Regions from separate parts of the Mus musculus genome. Here regions 1 and 2 are each linked to region 3. The links are chromatin contacts, called in public Hi-C and HiChIP or PLAC-seq maps. All regions are on one chromosome and are shown on one strand. Each heading gives the region's core, a stretch centred on a gene start, on an enhancer-like site or on the middle of the called end of the contact. The rest is flanking DNA. Distances are from core to core; before and after follow the strand shown. Region 1 holds the start of Chst13 (carbohydrate sulfotransferase 13). Region 2 overlaps Zxdc (ZXD family zinc finger C). Region 3 holds the start of Aldh1l1 (aldehyde dehydrogenase 1 family, member L1).

Region 1 (2,934 bases), core at 317-2,816, 230 kb after region 3:
TGCCATTAAGAAATGCTGTAGAAGGCCTGCTCTTTCCATTTCTCTACTTGACTGGGTCTTGAGTGGGTGATGGCACCCAGAGCAAACTGTAGCAGGTAGAACCAGGCCAGAGATGGGTTCCCTCACGTATTCTCTGCCCCACACACCTCTGGCTGCTGTCCTGCACTGTGGTGCAGACCACCTCCCTTCCTACCTGAAAAGTCACTGTGGGCTCCTAGGACACTGGGCACTGTGAAGACAGCTATAAAAAGGCCTCTATTACAAAGTACCCCTTCAATATTATCTTTTACTTTTTATTGGGTGGTTGATTGATTGATTTTTTTTTGAGACAGGGTTTTTCTGTTTAATAGTCCTGGATTTGTAGATTAGGCTGTCCTCGAACTCACAGAGATTGGCCTGCCTCTGCCTCCCAAGAGCTGGGTTTAAACCACATGCTATTTTTTTTTCCTTTACATAAGCTAAGTTGCTGGGTCCTGGAAGATTTGTGATCCTGACACTTAGAGCCTTCCTCGGCAGTGAGGCTTTCAGCTTTATCTAACCTTACTACTGTCCTCATGGTTTCTGGCTGCTTTGAACTCTCCTTGAGCACCTTGGGAAGCTGAGTTTCTGATTTCAGCTGCTGGATCTCGAAGCTCCGGACTCCTGGTCTCAGTCACTGCTGTTTCAAACAGTTTGTGCAGGATGCAGGACTTTCTGCCCATCATCAGCCTTGGGGGAATTAACATGACTCTGGGGCATTTTTACTCACGATGAGGGGGAGTCTTTTTCCTGGCTCCCTGCGCTATGACTGATGCAAATCCAGTCCTTAGTTTTCAGGAAGGGCCGTGTCCTGACTGGTGCACACACTTCCATTCAGAATCAGCTTGTGATCACTTGTGTGGTCCACGTGGAGAGTTTCTTCAAAGTGGTCTTCCCCAGAGAGGGAACTGAGGGGCTGCTGTGAGAGCAGAAGTTCCATAGGCAAGGCCAGGGGAAGTAAAGAAGAGACAAGAAATTGCCAAGGGTTAAGACTGGAGAAGGCAGGCTGGGAGGAGAAGCTACTGAGCCTTAATGGCAGGGGGTCCCAGGACCCTTGGACTTACAAGCTGTGACATTTGCCAGTACTGAGGGTCAAGAGTCCGAAAGCTTGGGGACCAGAGCTGTCATTCCTAGGCTTCCAGTAGCTGCCCTGTACTAGGGGTTAAAGCCTAGGGCAATGAGTGTCCAACCTGAGCTTCTGGAGTCCGTTTCTGACCAAAGCTTTGGCTCCCAGGACCTCAGCTGCAGCTTCTAGCTCCGCCAGTAGAGCACTTGGGCCCGGGACACCCATATCTGAGAGTTTCTCCACTACCAATTCCCATCAGTGTAAAGTAGGGAATCCTGGTTTAATGACTAGTATCAGGGATAGATACTGCTTTCATTGGCCTAGGGTTACAGCTTTACCCATTAAGTCAGTCAGGCGCGTCTATCTCTAGCCTGGAGCACTGGACGCTGCTTCTGGGCGGGCCCTAAACTAAGGGCAGAACTGGGCGTGTCCTGGACCTCCGCCGCACAGTAGGAAGGAGAACGCACCGGATGACTGTCGCCTGCCACGCGTGCCAGGCACAGCATGGGAAGACGCTCCTGTTGCAGGCGGCCCTTGCCGGTGGTGGCAAGTCTGGGTGCTGCACTCCTGCTCCTGTGCGCCCTGCGTCCCGGTGAGTGCGCGGGCCCGGGGCTCTGCGTTGTTTCCTCAGCTAGAGAGCCACCTGGCACCTGCCTGTTGTTTGGGGCTGGGGCATCGCCAGTGGAAGACAGGTTCCTTCCATTCCCGCATGGAACTTCTTTTCTTGTCGCTGGCGAGATGACCACTGTCTGACTCCCTGTAGAGCTGCTGGTGGGAACTTTTGGTCAATCTAGAGATGCGTTTGTTACATTTGCCCTACTCTCTGAGCCTTGAGAAGTCAGTTTGCTCTCTGGCCTGGATGCCTGTCTTAATCTGAGATCCTGCTGAGTCTATACATCCACAGAAGAACTGCACAGGTCTATGCTGGCCTGGCGTTTCAGGGATCACGACCTGCTAGTACCAGTTTCCACCAGGCATGTGGTCAGTTTCACTCTGAATGAACCTAGGTCTCCTCTGATCCTCTGGCAGATAACTCACTTTACAGACCAAGCTGAGGGCAGAGGTCAGGTGTGGAGTGGCTTAGAGGTACCTGGGCAGTGGGCTACTTTTCTGACGGTTTGTCCATCCTTAGTCTGTGTGTATGGGGTCTGCTCACTTCCAGACAGGTTTTTACTCAAGGGTGGACAGGGTCATTAGCTGAGAGTGACTCAGGACAAGGGAAAACTGTTTTCAGAATGGTACTGATCCATGGAGGACCTCAATGACCAGCAGGCTTGTAGATCAGAGGTCACTCAGCAAGCTTAACCTATTATCTGTCCCCTCCCAGGGCCTTAACAGTCTCATCTATGGAATAGGTTCTGACTCCATGCTTACAGGGATTTTAGGAGGGTGAGTTTGAATGTTACAGTAGACAGTGCTTGGCCCCCAGCCCGTGCATCACACTGGCTTCGTCCTTAGGGACCCCTGGGAAGGATGCCAGGTGAACAGAACTGGGAAGGCCTCAGGAGTAGTCACCATGCCTGTGTCTACTCACTCTGCCAATTAACAAGCTCTGCATGACCAGATGTAAGTGGCTGTGCCAGGGCACCCCTGCAAGCCCCCCCCCCCGGAAGGGAGCCTTCTCCTTACTGAAGACCTGTAGGTGAATGGCTACTTCTGTATAGGTGCTTTCTCATGTCTAACATGTCCCTTGGCACGGTCTGGGTGTGGTCGCAGTGTCTGCTGATGCCACAGTCTCTGTCCACCCTGTCATTCATTGTAGACAAATGTTTACCCATTCCTGGGCCACAATGGCTCAGGTCCCTCAGGGCCCAAACACTGTTTTGGGGTATGAGTGGATAGTCTGGCCC
Region 2 (2,988 bases), core at 4-2,503, 150 kb after region 3:
AAACAAAGCAGATAAAAACAGCACATCTAACACATGCTTCACTGGGCTCAGCCCTGACTGGCGAGGAGAGGAAGAACCTTCATGGCTCCCATCATCCCACACAGCTTCCCTGACTTGAAAATTGTTCCAAAGAAATTTTCATGAGGGACTGGAGAGATGGTTCAGCGGTTAAGAGCACTGACTGCTCTTCCAAAGGTCCTGAGTTCAAATCTCCAGCAACCACATGGTGGTTCACAACCATCTGTACAGCTACAGCGTACTCATATAAAATAAATAAATAAAATAAACAAACAAATAAATAAGCAGCCAATCAATCTTAGAAATTATCATGAGGCAAGAAAGAGGGGGAAAAAAAAAGAAAGAGGTAAAACAGACAAACCTGAGACTTTAGCAGAAAACTTACAAAACCCATTGTAAATCCTTGTGCCTGACAGAACCTGACTCAAGGTGCTCTTGTGAGGGCCAAGTCCTATCTCCTCCCTAAATCCCCACAGCTCCTGGAAGGAGAGAGAACACAGTAGCTGGCTTTGCCACACAGACCAGCCTTCTAGTTGCAGCAGGATTAACTACGTGCCCTCTGCAATGCCCATAGCTGCTATGGACCTGCTGACCTCACTTTTGAAGGTTACCATGACCTTGTGAGGGTGAAATCCAAGTGTGCTCTGGTCATGTTTGACACAGGCACAGGGCTTCTTTCTGCCTCTCCCCACCTACAGCCTGCTTTCTCTCAGGGTGGGGATCGAAGAACTCTTTTCATTTTATTTTATTATTTTATTTTATTTACTTCCCCTCCCTCCTCCTAGTCACTCCCTCTTACCTCTTCTTCCCCCTACCCCTCCTCCCCTTTTCAGAAAAGGGGAAGCCTCTGAAGGAATCAACCAGCCTTGGCATATCCAGTTGCAGTAAAACTAGGCCCATCATCTTCTTCTATTGAGGCTAGACAAGGCAGCCCAGATAGGGGAAGGGATTCAAAGGCAGGCAAGATAGGGCCGTCAGAGACAGCCCTTGCTCTGGCTTTAGGAGTCCCACATAAGGACCCAGCTGCACAATTGTTACATATGTGCTCTCTGGTTAGCAGGAGGAACTCTTTCTTGAAGTGCAAATATTAACCAGGCTATGGACAAGGTGAGGAGGGCCCATGTCAGGAACAGAGACTGAGCTCCCTCATTGCAGAGAGAGGTGGATCCACTCCAGTTTCAGCTTACCTGCTGGGCTCTCTGTTCAAAGTCCCTGATGGTCTGTACACAATTTTCCTGCCTAACTGCTTTGTTCTCAGCAGAGCAGGGTTGGGGCTGGGCTACTGCAAGACAGGGCCCAGGGCCAGACATAGCAAGAAGCTTCCTGCTGCTTCCTGAACACTATCCCTCCGGAACTATACATGTGTGAACTCTTATGCTTTTAAGTTTCCTATTAACCAAGCATGCTTCCTTGACATAAAAATATGAACAGAAGCCGGGCGTGGTGGCACACGCCTTTAATCCCAGCACTCGGGAGGCAGAGGCAGGTGAATTTCTGAGTTTGAGGCCAGCCTGGTCTACAGCGTGAGTTCCAGGACAGCCAGGGCTACAGAGAAACCCTGTCTCCAAAAAACAAAAACAAAACAAAACAAAACAAAAGAACATAGCTAAAATTTTGTATTTTGACATTTTTAGTCTACAAGTTAAAATTGAGTCACCATTGCAATAACTAGTAATAACTAGTCATGCAAACCAAATCCCACGATGGCAGATGTATCATCAGATGCAAGGGAGCTCCCTCAAGAATGGCAACTTCTTATAACCATATAGAGGGCCTTCCTCATTATTGGTCTTGAACTTGTGATTCTCCTGCCTCAGCTTCCTGAGTACTGGGATTACAGGAATGCCTGGCACAAGTATTGACAGTCCTATTAAAAAGCCAAACTGTATTGAAAATACATTTCAAAATGACTGGGAATGACTTTTTCTCCCTGTACTTTTCTCCCCTGCCTGTATTTAATGATCACTTATGGAAAGGATAAACATGGTCAGCATAGATCTCTGTTAATTGAAATTTTAAAAATAAAATACCCATGAGTCTTAAATATACTTTCACCACCACCCTTAGTTCCTGAAAGAACTCACTCAGTGTTGAAGAAGTAACAGCCAGGAAGGCCAGGCAGCGAGGGCAGGCATCAAGTCAGAGCAGTTAGGGGTGCTTATTCTGATAAAAGGCTGCCTTTAGCTTTTGTAATTACAACAAACACTAACACACATCAAAAATATTACTTTGTACAGTAAGAGGGTTAAGATAGCTTTTTAGTTTCAAGAGCAGACACGACTGAAATGGTGTCTATCTAGTATATGCTGTTTTCTAGCTACTGTGCAAGCTGCAGGATTACGAGTGTAAGGCTGTGCCATGTTTCTAGAGCGGCCAAGCCCAGCCATGCTGGCCACCGCCCTGTGAAGCAGGTACTCGGGCTTATTCTTTGCCTACCCGCATGGCTTCGTTGTTTATCCTTCCCAGTGAAGTCAAAGCTGGTAGGTGGATTTTTAAAGGAACTGAGCAAAATATGACAATATGTCTTGAGTGTTTTCTGCAGTGTTTCTCTGGCAAGCCTTACCCTACCTGGCCTTGTTACTAGCAAGCCCGGGGTGATGTGCTTGTTACTATTATTACCATCTTCCTCCATCTTCTTCCTGACTATCAAAACATCAAAAATCCCACAAACAAACCAACCAACCAACCAACCAACCAACCAACCAACCAAGAGCCATCTACTGACTCCTGATGGTGCCACTAGGCCTCATGGTTCCAACAGGCCTCATTAGACTTTGAGCTTTCCAAGTTTGACTAGCAAATCAAGGACAAGCACTCACCACGCCCCTTTTCACCAGCCTTTTGACCTCTGCAAGAGTCAAATACACCCATGATACAGGTTTGATATCTTTCCTAGATTTTGAGGGGACTGTTCTTGGCAGCTCTTTAATAAAAATAGTGAAGGCCACTATTATTTAGGGGTACCTCTTC
Region 3 (2,922 bases), core at 248-2,747:
GTGTGTCTGTGGTATGGTGTGTCTGTGGGTCTGGGATATGGTGTGTGTGTCTATGTGAGTCTGCAGGATGGTGTGTGTGTGTGTGCTCTATGTATTTGTTGCCTTCTTTCAAGGGGGATTCAGTGCATAGCCCAGGCTGCCCTGGACATTTCCATCCTCCCACCTCAGCCCCTTGAGTGCTGAGATTTCAGCTCTGTGCTCCCTCACCTGCCTCCCTTCCCTCTGAACATCTGTTATTTATAGAAAGAGTAAGGGAGAAAAACACAAGCAAACAAAACAACAAAAACCCCACTTCTGGCTTCAGTCAGGATGGCTGCAGATCAGCCGTTATCACAGCTCAGGGACAAGAAGGAACATGGAGTGAGGACTGTCACATAAAGCTGGCCTTTGGCCACACAGATAGCAAATGAGGGTCTGGAGGGTCTACTGAGCCCCAGGCTATAGGGTGCAGACTCCCACCCCTGTCTTCTTGTCATGGGACACCCCCAGGGGCTGCTGAAGCCTTGGGCCTTCAGGGACTCAGAGGGCTCCTGTTCCGCAGGTCCCTTCTTCTAGCCCCTGGGTCAGGACAGCAGAACAGTGGCAGGAGCCCTCCCTCTATAGCCTGCTGCAGTCCCATGCTGGGAGCAGACCTAGTGGTAGTCAGAGTTCACCCCATGGCCAGACATTCTGCAAGGAACCCCCTCCTATAACTGCTCAAGGCTGACCCTCTCCTATGATAGCCTCTTTGCCCTGGCTCCAGGTGGGGGGTGGATAAGTCCCTCAGGGAGTCAAGATCAGACACTTCCATGATCCTGGGTGTGGCTACAGGGAACAATAGAGCAACCCAGCTCTCAAGCCTGCAAGGCCTTAGTGAACTTCACCTTCCCTGTGTCTCAAATGCCTCTGTAAAATATGTCCCTGCTGTCTCCTGGGCACAGAGAACTTATATGGACAGAGGACAGTGCCAACACTCACCACCAGCTGCCTAGGACCAGAATTCTCCAGGAACCTCAGGAGAGGTGTACTGTTAAGACACCACACCTCCACATTTTACAGACCAGAAGCCAAGATTCAGCTGTGCTCAAGAAAACTCCTAGGACATGAGCCTGGGGTGGTGGTGCACGCCTTTAATCCCAACTCTCCGGAGACCCAGGCTGGTCTACAAAGCTTGTTCCAGGATAGTCGAAGCTACTCAGGGAAAACCTCCCTCAAGGTGGGAAAAAAAGGGCAGGAACTGTAGTTCCCAGGGCAGGAGCTGAGGATCCAAGGTTCAGCGGCTGCCTGTAGTGGAGAGGATCTGGGTGCCTCTCTCAAAAACAAAAGAAAAAGAAACTTACCCAAGGTCAAAGACGGGAAGTAGGGAAAACAGGGTCACCGGCCCAGGGCTCTGGGCTAGCAACCCAGAAGTACCTGCTAGCTGCGAGCGTCAGTCAGCTGTCAGCAGTCAGCACAGGGGCAGCAAGCTCCCAGAAGGGCGCACAAGCTCGGGTCTTGTGCAGAGAGGGTTAGGGTCAGTGCTCCTCCTCCAGGCAGAGAAGAGGCGGGCTCTAGGGCCCGCCCAGCCTAGATCTCTCCAATCATAGGAGGCCCTCCGGCCAGGCCCCCAGATATGACCAATCAGGAGATCTTTCCCTAGTCCCTAGAATGGGGTGAGGGATTTGGGAAGTGGACTGGCAGAACCAAGCTCAGGTCATCCGTCCATTTGCGGGGACCTTGCTCCCCAGAGGGCTCCGGCTTTCCCTTCTGCAAAATGGGCCACCATCGTCTATAAAAAGCACCGTGCAGCGACAGGCACGTCCTCAAAAGGCTGGGTTGGAGACCTCCCCGCCTCCCCGCACCCCCAATTCCGGGTAGAGTTCATTGCCTAGCATGCCCGGAACCTAACTGGTCGCCCAGGGCCCAGAGCCAGCCGCTGATTCACCAGACCAGACCTCGATGGGACTTCAGTGAGCCTCAGTCCCGAGACTGGAGGTGGGCATAGACCCATGAGTGAGGAGGCAAGGAGGCAGGAAGCAGGAGGCGGGTCTAATCTGCTGAAGGTGGGACCTATGGAAAGTGCAGCTGGGAAGGGAAGGGCAAGCCCTAGCTGGCCTAGTCCCGGCCTTCAGGCTTTATGCTATTTGGGTCATTTCCTTCACCCAAGCGTGATAAGCAAGGAGCACAATGCTGGTGACTGAGACATGCAAGGTCACCCATCTGCTGTGGACCTGGGGTTGTGTCCTGGTGGGCCTGAGGTTCTGAATCCCATGCCCTTCCCACCTCTTCACGGCCTCTGGTTTTCTTCTCAGAAGTTCTCCTCTGGCCCTTCCACCTTGTCACAGACCCCCTCCCTGGGCAGAGTCATTGTCCTACTTGAGAAAAGTCAGAGACAATACAGGGTCCAGTGACATGCCCATCACTTCCTGACCAAAGCTCTGTCCTGCAGGCTCCCTCCCAAGGATTCTCCCCTGCAGCTACTCCATTAACCACCCTGCCTCTCAAACCACCGCTGAGACTCCTTACTCAAGCTCTTCGCCCCTCTTCAGTACACCAGGCTGGCTCTAACCACATCCTTTGCACTGGCTCTGCCTCAAGCAGACCCTTGGATTGTGATAGCAGGCACCTCTGTCTCTTACCAGCCAGACAAAGTCTGGCTCTGGGTTGCTCAGCCCAAACATATTGTACCCTCCACACAACCTAAGGAGCCTCTTGGGCTCTTCTGTGCCCCTCCACTCTCAGTTACTGCCAATAGAGAACTAACCATGCCCTCAGTGCCCCTGTCCTCTGTGCATCTGCTCTCCTACCAGACTGTAAGCTCTCTGAGATCAGGAAATGCAACAGTTGTCTTTCCTGCTTCCTTAACAAGGCAGATAATAGTCGCTCAAAAAGTCCTCCAGGACTCACGCACGGACTTTTGTGTGTTGTTTACTATCTCCTTGAGTTAGGAAGCTCCCACCATTA

Evidence for each region. A called contact is a pair of places that touch in the nucleus more often than the background predicts. HiChIP or PLAC-seq counts read pairs in DNA pulled down with a chosen protein or histone mark.
Region 1: a contact with region 3 is called in an H3K27ac HiChIP or PLAC-seq map of embryonic stem cells, with 6 read pairs. The contact joins the promoter of Chst13 here to the promoter of Aldh1l1 in region 3. A contact is called at or near these places in 7 of 39 promoter capture datasets (3T3-L1-derived adipocytes, cranial neural crest, embryonic stem cells and 1 more), 3 of 484 Hi-C or Micro-C datasets (embryonic stem cells and liver), 4 of 115 datasets of contacts at active chromatin or transcription factors (embryonic stem cells, pancreatic cancer cells and stem cell-derived neural progenitor cells) and 2 of 9 other capture datasets (adipose tissue and liver).
Region 2: a contact with region 3 is called in a Hi-C map of liver, with 2.2 times the contacts expected there. The contact joins the enhancer-like site here to the promoter of Aldh1l1 in region 3. A contact is called at or near these places in 1 of 484 Hi-C or Micro-C datasets (liver) and 5 of 115 datasets of contacts at active chromatin or transcription factors (double positive thymocytes, embryonic stem cells, intestinal villus epithelium and 1 more).

The regions. Positions count from the first base shown.
Region 1 is chr6:90,323,817-90,326,750 of GRCm38.p6, reverse strand. It overlaps Chst13 (carbohydrate sulfotransferase 13), which reads left to right and starts at 1,566. Exons shown (of 3, transcript NM_027928.1): 1 at 1,566-1,676. The coding sequence starts at 1,589.
Region 2 is chr6:90,395,771-90,398,758 of GRCm38.p6, reverse strand. All of the region lies in intron 7 of Zxdc (ZXD family zinc finger C), which reads right to left. Among named protein-coding and RNA genes, the nearest start is that of Zxdc, 28 kb to the right of the region's middle. Within about 2 kb of position 1,253, at least 10 of the 459 cell types and tissues checked have an H3K27ac peak or open chromatin away from gene starts, as enhancers often do. A contact at or near this core is called in liver, where this site is marked.
Region 3 is chr6:90,549,368-90,552,289 of GRCm38.p6, reverse strand. Aldh1l1 (aldehyde dehydrogenase 1 family, member L1) reads right to left here and starts at 1,497. Exons shown (of 23, transcript NM_027406.2): 1 at 1,320-1,497.